2 separate regions of the Mus musculus genome follow, and region 1 is linked to region 2. Evidence: chromatin contacts called from public Micro-C data. All regions are on one chromosome and are shown on one strand. Each heading gives the region's core, a stretch centred on a gene start, on an enhancer-like site or on the middle of the called end of the contact. The rest is flanking DNA. Distances are from core to core; before and after follow the strand shown. Region 1 overlaps Fgfr2 (fibroblast growth factor receptor 2). Region 2 has its middle 21 kb from the start of Gm4265.

Evidence for each region. A called contact is a pair of places that touch in the nucleus more often than the background predicts.
Region 1: a Micro-C map of brown adipocytes shows a contact between it and region 2, with 2.9 times the contacts expected there. The contact joins two enhancer-like sites. A contact is called at or near these places in 1 of 484 Hi-C or Micro-C datasets (brown adipocytes), 1 of 115 datasets of contacts at active chromatin or transcription factors (embryonic limb bud) and 2 of 9 other capture datasets (liver and pancreatic islet).

Annotation. Positions count from the first base shown.
Region 1 is chr7:130,170,767-130,175,982 of GRCm38.p6, reverse strand. It overlaps Fgfr2 (fibroblast growth factor receptor 2), which reads left to right. Exons shown (of 18, transcript NM_010207.2): 14 at 3,044-3,166; 15 at 4,301-4,371. Among named protein-coding and RNA genes, the nearest start is that of Gm39096, 78 kb to the right of the region's middle. Within about 2 kb of position 1,287, at least 21 of the 459 cell types and tissues checked have an H3K27ac peak or open chromatin away from gene starts, as enhancers often do. A contact at or near this core is called in brown adipocytes, where this site is marked.
Region 2 is chr7:129,980,854-129,985,806 of GRCm38.p6, reverse strand. No RefSeq gene overlaps it. Among named protein-coding and RNA genes, the nearest start is that of Gm4265, 21 kb to the right of the region's middle. Within about 2 kb of position 3,261, at least 18 of the 459 cell types and tissues checked have an H3K27ac peak or open chromatin away from gene starts, as enhancers often do. A contact at or near this core is called in brown adipocytes, where this site is marked.

The sequences.
Region 1 (5,216 bases), core at 38-2,537, 190 kb before region 2:
TTAGTCCTCAAGACTCCCCAGGAACTTGTTCTCTGGGCCAGGCTGTCCAGTGAGGTGTCATTCTTGATTTCTCAAAACAGGAGTCATGAGTAACAGTGGGGGGGGGGGGATGCCAGTAAATGTGGAATTAAAGAGTAAGTGTATAAACTATCAGAGACATTTCAATAAAGCCCCTCTTCATTTGGGGCCTTACAGTGCAAGGCTGGGACCCTGAGCTTGGCCCTTGGGGCTATGTAGAGCTATCAAAGGTGAGTCTCAGGGTCCTGTATGCTTTACAGTTTGCTCTTGTGTGTGGTACATTGCAATCACTGAGCTCCTCTTTGGGTCAAACTTTATCAGGTCCCAAGACACTGAAAGAAGTTGGTAGTTGGAATCTGGGCAAGTTCTGCTGTCATGGTAGTAGTTTGATTAGGGGAAGCAGAGTGATCAAAGACAAGAATGTCTGACTGGAGAAACTGAACAGTGGTGAACCTTCCCAATGGGAGGAAGACCTAGGAGCCAGGAAGCAGGGCAGGGAGTAATTTCTGTAGGAAATGCAGAGCTTGCATTGAACATCTCTGAGAGCCAGTTAAGAGAAGTTGTCAACAGCAAGCCAGAGGATGAAGCTCAACCATGAAGGGCCACACATCGTTATGAGGCCAAAGAGGAGGGTGTGACTTCCATATGGTGGGAATTAGGGAGAAGCTGAGATGAAGGAGGCAGAGAGTGTCACCCCTGGTGCCACTAAAAGGGTTTCTGGGCTGAAGTTGAGATCAGCTGTCTGTCCCTGTTCAGAGTCGGGGAAGGAGCGTGCTGGTCCACAACTATGTTCATGGTTCTGACCCACCCCAGTGTTGTGGACTTTTTAGGTTGCAGCCAGTAGGTAAAGTGGAGCAAGGGCTGTCACATGAACTTTGCAAAGAGAGAATGAGTACATTTGGGGGTTGCAGAAACAGCGAGGCATAGACGTGTCCTTACAAATAACATGGTGATCATTGACTGCCAGCCACCTTTCGAGAGCCTACATTGGCCAGACACCGTGTAGTTGTTTAGCTCTTGGTATTTTCCAGCTTCCTGGGATAGAGAGTGAGCAAGATGGTAGGTAGCAGTGGCTTATGGCAGCCTCTCTGTCCCAGCTGAGCCTCTGTGTGGTCGGAGCCCCCTGCAGGGGAAGCTAGATTCTTCTGACCACTCAGACTGCCAAACTCAGAGAGCACATGTCAGCAGGAACACACTACCAGGAGAACTTGGCCAGGGCCTTGGAAGTTGAATTTGAAGAGGCCTCCAAACCGGCGTTGCACTCCAGCCCAGGCAGAACTAGCTGCAGGCAGCCCCGGGAGCTCTCAGATTTCCTGCTCCTAGTCTGGCTGGGGACACGAAGACTTGGGTGGCTTGCCTGCTTCCTCGTCTCTGAGTTTTGGCCCACCCACACATGCAAGGGAACACAGGGGATGCTTGGGCGTGGGTGAGGGCAGAGTTAAAATAATTCTTTATTCATGTTTCAAACACAGTTAGGCTGGTTTCGTTTTTTTACTTGGTCGTTTCATGGAGAGCTTACAATAAGGCGTTCCTAGTTTGCTCATCCAGTAGAGGAAGTCTCTCTGCTTCATGTGACAGTTAACCTTGGTTTGTAACTTATATAAAGGCATTTGAGGGTGATGCACTTCTAAAACACAGAGGTAGATCCATGTGAAGGAAAGCCTGGCCTTTGGAAACAAACAGTAATGACCAGACCTTCCTGAGACCGTAGTTCCTATTGGCACAAAACATCCTCCCATCAGATGTATCCTAGCAAACATAGCAGTAGCGGGTCCTGATGTATGTACAGACACAGTTTCACCCCTGCACAGGCTGGCTGTTATAACAAACTGCACCTAAGAATGTGGACCGATGAGTACTGGCTGGGCAGGGAGCCAGGAGAGGACATGCTGGGCTGTGTCGCAAGCACATCATGTAAAAGATGGAAAGGGGGAATCAAGAAAGTTTCTGGGCAGCAGTCCACAGAGGTAGGGGAAGGACAGTGACCACAGCCTGGCCGAAGGGATGAGCAGTAGAGGACAGACATTGGAGCCATCTAGGAGTTGGAATGGTCAGGACTCGAGTCTAGAGCACGATCCTTTCTGATTAAAAATCAAACAGAAAAGAATCAGAGGAGTAGAAGCATTGGCTTTAAGATGTCAAGAGGGCACAACTGTCTGTGGAAACATCCTGAGTCTCAGCAGGGGCCAGGATGGAGGTAGGGGTTTGCAGCTGCTTTCTGCATCTAAGAATTGATGCTACAGGATCGAAGAAACACGCAAACCGCATGTCACAGTTTCTTTGCTTTAAGGGATTTGGGAAGAGAAGAGTCAGCCTGAATCTGCAAGAGAGTGAAGCAAGAGGAAGATTTGGGGAGGCTGCTACGAAGGAACCATTTCTAGAAACAGACCTCTGCAGTGTCCAGAGCTGCAGAGATGGCAGACATGGGGCAACAGAAGAGATCAGTTGGGTCTAACAGTGAAGAGGGTCTTTGTATAGCCTAGAGGCCAGACTAGACACCACGTAGGGAAAGGAAAGGCAGAAATGATAGAGCTAGGCTTCGCTGTTTGTAGAACATCAGGTCACATTGTTAGAGAAGTGGCCATGAAATGAAGACTGTTGGAGTTTATCTTTGTCATCTGAAAGTCAGGCTTTCCTGGGTAGAGAGAGCAAGTGTGAGCTCAAAGACTTTAGCATGGTATCTGATGTCAAGTTTGTGTGAAGCTACCGGAGATACAGCAGTGTTGTAGACACTTGAAGATAAAAGAGAAAGTGGTTATATAATCAACTGTTACTTTCTGAGATGACCAGGGCCTTTGTTTGTTTATTTAGATTACAATGAATGATTACCATGCCTTGTGGGAGCCTCTTGTCGATGCTAGTCAGCTGGTTGAGTTTGCAGCCCAGGATGGCTCTTGCAGTAGTCTGCACCCAATTTTTGACTTGGGGTTTATTTTCTGTCTTGCATTTTTTTCCAAGAGTGTTTTTCTTTTGGTTCTCAAAACATGTTGGGATTATATCTCTCTTTCTTCTTCTTTGATTGCAGTGTATCCATCGAGATTTGGCTGCCAGAAACGTGTTGGTAACAGAAAACAATGTGATGAAGATAGCAGACTTTGGCCTGGCCAGGGATATCAACAACATAGACTACTATAAAAAGACCACAAATGTGAGTATATGATGTAACACTGGGGAGAGGCGTGGCAAAGGTTACAGAATGAATGACACAGGTTTATTGGTGGAAGAACTGAGGGGATTTCCCCCTCTGTGTTACATTCTGTTGTTTTGCTTAACTCTTGATCAGCAAATCTAGGCTATATCTCTAAGATAGGTTTAGGATATACAGAGTGCTATTTTATACAGAATAACAAGCAAAAGCCTCCAGGGCTCCGTGTGGCTCTCTTAAGAGCCTTCATAAGCAGGAGATGGCGAGATGGCTCAGCTCTCATAGCAATCACTAGAACTTGGACATTTGCTGGGTTCATTTTTGCCTCCAGGCTGATTGGAGTTTATTTGTGTGCTAGGGAGGTAGATGATAATGAGCATATAAAGAAATGTCACTTTGATACTTTATTCAAAGAACCAAATCTATGCATCTTAGCCATTATGTACAGAGCTAGCTGGAGCTTATTCCTACCCTAGTGGTAAATTGGTGAAACCCATTAGAAAGGGGTGTCTTCATTTAGTTTAGACTGTAATGTGGATACCCAGAAGTGGTGTGCAAGGGAGCCAGGAATGCCTACCACTGGGTGCTGGATGAGTGCTCAGGTTTGGAGCTCAAACTCAAGACAGGCTGGAGTAGAGAAATGAGAAAGAGACAGAAGTAAGAAGTCTACTTTCCAGACCTGGCTCTTGGAACCAGCCCGGAAGTCCTGGGACTTGATCTGGGGCCTCAGTTTTTTTGTTTGTTTGTTTGTTTGTTTGTTTTCTTCCTGGGGCCCTGTGCATGTCAACACAGTCATTTTCATCTGCATTCACTTGCCTTCCAGGCAATGCACAGGCTTGTCTTCCATGGCTCAGCGTCTCTTTCCATATGTTTCAGGAAGATGCTATAGGACCTAACCAACCCATGTGGTTCTGAAGTCCTTTATTTTAATTTTTGGCAAGATTAGGTAGCCAGGTATGGGAGCTCAAAAGCTGAGGCAGGAGGACTGCCAAGAGTTTGGGCCTACCCTGGGCTAATTGTAAGTTGTGGGCCTCTGTGGGCTACAAAAATGAGTCGGTACAATTACATAGGGCGTGGTTCTGTTGGGCCCACAGCAGTACTCTTGTAAAACCTACAGGCTTTTCCATTTTCTTACAGGGGCGACTTCCAGTCAAGTGGATGGCTCCTGAAGCCCTTTTTGATAGAGTTTACACTCATCAGAGCGATGTGTAAGTAACTCTGTCCTTGGCTTATACATGGGTTGAGTTGCAGAAATATTACAGATCTCACTTGTCCATAGAAGGCATGGGCGTCGGGGATCTCAGATGGCAGGAGTCTATGGTAGACTGGTGCCCAGTGTTTGGTTACTGATCTGCCTACCTTTGGAAGGTGGAGATACCAGCCTTCTGCTGCCAGAGTGGAAGTACCTCCAGTGATCACTCACCACTCCATCTCCTCTCTTGAGTGGGTGGCATGCTCTTCACTCCCTTAAAGAAACACTCTTAGCTGGGCCTGGAAGTGCACATGTACACCCTAGCACTCAGGAGGACCGTAAATTCAAGACCAACCTAGACCACATGTAGTAAGTGCAAGGCTAGACAGGGATATGTAGTGTGTACGTATCTTTATAAAAATGAGAATAAAGAAAAGACTGAAACCCTTCTGATTTAGGAGTGTGTGATTCTTCTCTGGCCCAGGCTTGTCCTGATAGGTTGATGCTGGATAAGACACGATCAGTTGGGATGACCACCACATCTGCTAGCTGTGGCTACTACAATATCTTAAGTCTTCTCTTAACCTTTGATAACATCCTAGAAATACAGTAGAAATTACATAATATTTCTCTGATGACTCATATAAACTACTGTTAGAGCCAGGCTCCAACTGATATTATAGATTGGGGAATTTAGCTGAAAGATGTTATTGGGAGAAACTGGGCCAAAGATGCTCCTTTTTGCCAGTTCCTGTGGGTCTAGAATTATTCCAAAAGACAACAGTGTTGTTGTTGTTGTTTTGTTTTTGTTTTTGTTTTTGTTTTTAATTTGGATGTGCTGGGATTTTGTTTGTGTATTTG
Region 2 (4,953 bases), core at 2,012-4,511:
AAGTTCAGTAAGACTATACAGCTGGGAGAGAGAGAGAGAGGGAGAGAGAGAGAGGGAAAGAGAGAGAGGGAGAGAGAGAGAGAGGGAGAGAGGGAGAGGGAGAGAGAGAGGGAGAGAGAGAGGAAGAGAGACAGACAGAGACGGAGACAGACAGAGAGACAGAGAGAGACAGAGAAGAGAGAGACAGATAAGAGAGAGACACAGAGAGAGACAGAGAGCGAGCACTCTAATTTATGTGGGCACAGCCCAATTCCAAAGCCCACCTTCTTAGCTGAATTTGATCATATCCAAACAGTGAGTTGCTACAAGATGGGAAGGCTGTTGAAGGGCAGGAGACCTGAGCTTCTGACCTGAATATCTACCCACCTCTGGGCCAGCTGCCACTGTCTCTGGATGCTGTCCCAGAAGCCACCATCCAACGATTGTATGTTGAACTCCTTCTGATGTGTGGAATGGGAACAATAAAGTTGCAGCATCTTGAATCTTGTTTCTCAAACTTTCACAATCATTATTTAGGGGATCTTGGAAATGACTTTGAGTATAATGATGCACTCTGGTGGCCTCCTAGCTCAGCGATTCCAAATACACCGGATCTACCTGGACCGTCTAACAGTTTCGCAGACTATCCATGTGTATTTAGAAGCTGCTTTTACCTGGATTTGTCCGTTGTCATTAGGAACACTCTTTGCCCATATTTGAAGCACAGTCCTACGTATGAGGTGAAAGCAATATGACCACGTAACAGAGAGCATGCTTGCTGACAAAGTGGCCTCTTACGTCCCTGCGGATTGGGGGCTACCACTTTCTGTACATGGCAACTCTACGACGAGAGGGGAATGGATGTTTTGAAAGCAGCACGGAGAAGCCTGTCTCCTCAGAACCAAAGAGATCATTGATATTTTATGTACTCTAGCATTTGGGCATGCAGCCAGAATGGAAAGTTCAAGAACCAAATTGAACCCAGGGAAATGGAAGTCTACTTTGACTACTGAGGAAGAGGAGGGGTGGATCACCCCACTGTGGCCATACTACAGAGAAACTTCCAGGTTTCCCCACCGACACGGCCTTCCCTGAGATTCCTGACAGCAGCTGGGGAATGTGGCCTATGCTGGAAGGGACACTCAGCTCTCCTGAAGTCACGTAGGTGAGCACGCCCCACCCACCCACTCCCGGGCACAGTTGGCTCTGCTTGGCTCTCTCTTACCCTTTCAGTACCGACGCCAGGAGCAGCGAATTCCACAGGCACTTGGTAGGGCTTTATCTGATTGTTCCTCTCAGGACTGACATAGAGCAACTCATTGCTGATGGATATGGGAGGTAATTTGATACCAAGATTATGCTATTTTTCCCCCATGGGGCCCATAAGCAAGAACTGGGACTTATTAACCATTTCTCCTTTTGTCTTTCCTACGTTTGCAAAGACTTTAACCAGCCTGAACAAATTTGTGCACCATGTCATTATTCGAGAACCAAATTCATATTGGAATTTCCTAATATTTCTGGCATTTTCACCATGAGTGCCAAGTAGGTTTCCTTCTCCTTACAGAGGCTTAGTGCTTTAAGATGCAGATACCAACAGGCAAGAGCTTCCTAAGTCCGGACATATGAAACCTACCTATGGGAGGCAAAGGTGCTAGTCCTTTCTTTTCACTTCTAGTACATACAAAGTGAGGTTGTACGGAGGTAGCAGCTCTGCCTATCACTGTAAGAATGACACTGTCCATTTTGCTAGGCTTTCGAAATGTAGTGCACATGGCAACGATTCAACAATAGTTGTGAACAGAATCTAGTAGGCGTACAGTTCTACCTTGGATTGGGGCTTTGCTTCTGGAAGACAGCCTATAAAAGCAGCGATTTACAGGAGGGGGAGAAAAGGAGTGGGTCTTGAGGCATTTGGTCAGGGCAGACATTAGTTCCATTTAGGGCTCAAACCAGCCCTCAGGTAATTGTAGGTCTCTGCATTAGCTTGTCAGAGCAGAGAAAGCATGGAATTCGAGCTAATCTGATGGGCACTCGAACTGGGGACTCAGTGCCAAGTGAGACCATGGAACAAAAGGACACATGTGTTTTCAGGGGGGGGGGGGAGAAAACCACAACAGGACATAGATTCAACTCTTGGACACATGACTCTCTGGGGAGCCTTAGAAAGCTTGTCATTATTGAGAAGTGGGCATTCTTTGTATAAAGTCATAGAGTTCAGGGCCTCTCTGTTGACTGAGGCCTAAGCCTAGAGTCTTTTGAAGGGAAGTTTTCAGGACAGAGTTACTTCAACAGTTTCTCAAAACTCTCTTTAGGAAGTCTGTCTGTCCAGGGAGTCTGAGCATTCACACCACCTGATTCAGGACAATGAATGGAGGCTCCACCCAGTTTATTAGACTTTTGACTAGTCCAGGGTGGGGCTTAGGAATTCTGGTATGTGAGCGCTCTCCCATCTGACTGCAACTGGACAGACTTAAGATCCACGAGAGCCTGAAGGTAGCTCAGGATTAAGATCCTTGAGCCTGTCATGGTACATGTCTGCAATCACAGCTACTTGTGATGATAACTCTGGAGTATCGCTATGTCTAAGCCAGCCTGGGTAACCTAGCGAGACTGTGCCTCAAAGTAAAATTTTCATAAGGGGTGAAGGCCAGGGGTTGGGGGTGGAGTGGGGATGGCTCATTTGAGAAAGTACTTGTCACACAAACATGAGGACGAAAGTTCCAGTCCCAGAATTCATGCAAAAGAACCAGGCAGAGTGGTGCAAGCTCATTATACCAGCAACTTGGGAGAGGGAAGAGACCACTCCTTGGGATTTTCTGGCTAGCCAGCCTCGCCTCCTTGGCATGCTCCAGACTGGTGAGAGACCCTGTATCCTAAAAACAAATCGGATGGAGCCTGAGGAATGACAGCTGAGGCTGACTTTTGGTCTCTACATGCATATGTGTATGTGCACACACACTGAGTATATAACTTGATGGCAGAATGCTTGCCTTCTATATTTGAGTCTCTGACCTCCAAACAAAGCAAAGCAAATCCAATAGCAGGTGGAGGGAGCGGGCTGCTGTCCTGAGAGGTAGTTTAGGCTACTTGAGAAGGAAGTGTTGTAAGAATGACTATGGGGACTGAAGTGGGTGCTTGGTGCTTTGTGCTTTGTGCTCTTTGGTTCAGGGGTTTGTCTTTCCAGGGAGTTGATACATCAGCACGGTGTCTACTGCTGCTCCTCGCCAGACTGGCTTCCTCAGAGCACAAATGTGACACGACTGTAAATGAGACCAGCTCTCACTCCACTCTCTGGCAGGAGCAAGTGGCTCAGAGCAGGATGACTCTTGACCCGGTTTCCTAAGACTAAACCTCAGGAGAGTATCACTGAAAAGGAAATAAAGAGAATGGAGAAAAAAAGCAAAGAATTTAATTTTCTGCCTGTGAAGGCACTCACACCCAAGCTTCAAGTGGGGCTTTAGGTCTCCTCCTGTGGGCTCTCCTCATGGGGACCATGGTGTTTGTACCTGTTGTTAACATGGTTGGTATTAGGACACTAAAACAATCAGGTATTTAATCACACAAGCCAGAGATTACCCACTTCAGAAAAAAAAATGTGTTAAAAGAATCAGCCAGTCTACTTCTAGTACATTTTTACTGATTTAAAATGGTTCTATAAATGGTGGTTTTAAAATCAGATCTTTTGTGATCCCCTAAAAAGAAAAGCACTCTATAGGAAAATTTAAAAGCACTATATTCTGACTAAATTAAAGGATTCAAATTCTTTCGAAAAGAGGGATATGGCAATAAAAAAATAAAATAGTAGCTAAAACATGCGCAGATAAATGTCTTTTCTGCTTGTTTATCTGAGACAGGGTCTCGATATGTAGCCCAGTATGGACTTGAATTTGCAGTGATCTCCCTGCCTCAGTCTGCAATGGGCTAAGATCACAGACAAGCATCAGCCTCATGCCTGACTTGATACATGCCTTGAAAAGTGAGAATCTGTTAACACACTTTAGACTAACAGGATAGGATGGTCTTCTTTCTATAATATTTCTTGTTAAGTTAGCAAAAACAGTGGGCACCATTGCTTCTTGCCTGTGAATGTTCACAGGAAAAGAAGGTGGAGGTTGTGAACAGGACAGTCCTGTGAGCAGTGTGACTTCATGGCAAGTCTTTGAGCTGTTTTTAACAATGAAGACTGAGATCTCACTGGAGACCCCAAGGGTAGCATTAGCAGTGGGCTCAGGTGTGCTTAGCAATTGCAGATGTTGGTGAGCAGCTGTGGGGATGAAATGACAGCTGTAGTTTCTTCTTTCCCTTTTTGGGGGCCTGATTTCTTTAATTTATATTTTGGTGTTTTTTTTCCCCAGCACCTATTCATGGTATAGATGAATGGACCTTGTTATGAAATTTTAATTTACGTACATCACATACTTTGCTTATATTCATTGTCTCTTCCCTTCCAGGGTTTTTGAAACAAGCTCTCAGGACCCTCACTCTGTAGCCCAGGTTGGTCTAGTACAGCCTAGGCTGTCTCAAACTCACAGCAATCTGTTTGTGTCAACTTTCCCTGTCCTGAGGTCTTAGCTGACTGGCTCTTTGCTTGAGTTTTTAAGATTATTACTCATGCAGGTCCAGAGTCAGGAGCTCTGAGTTACTAATGCTGAAAAATTTGCAGCTGATTTAATTTACAGAGATTTCCCAGAAGGACGTGAACAACTGGCCCGAGAGAGCTCCGCTCTAGGACCCAACAGCAGCTCCTTTCTCCCTTCCTCATTTGACAGATGTCCTCTGATAAGACCTCTTCTATGCCTGGTGACAGGACACACCCATCTGTGGATGCAGGCCTTTGTCTTGGTGGGGTTCTCTAGAGAAACAAACAGAGTATGTGAAGGATGTGTGTGTGTGTGTGTGTGTGTGTGTGTGTGTGTGTGTGTGTTTAAAGAGTATTTATGTGCTGCATACATATGATATGCATTTGTTATA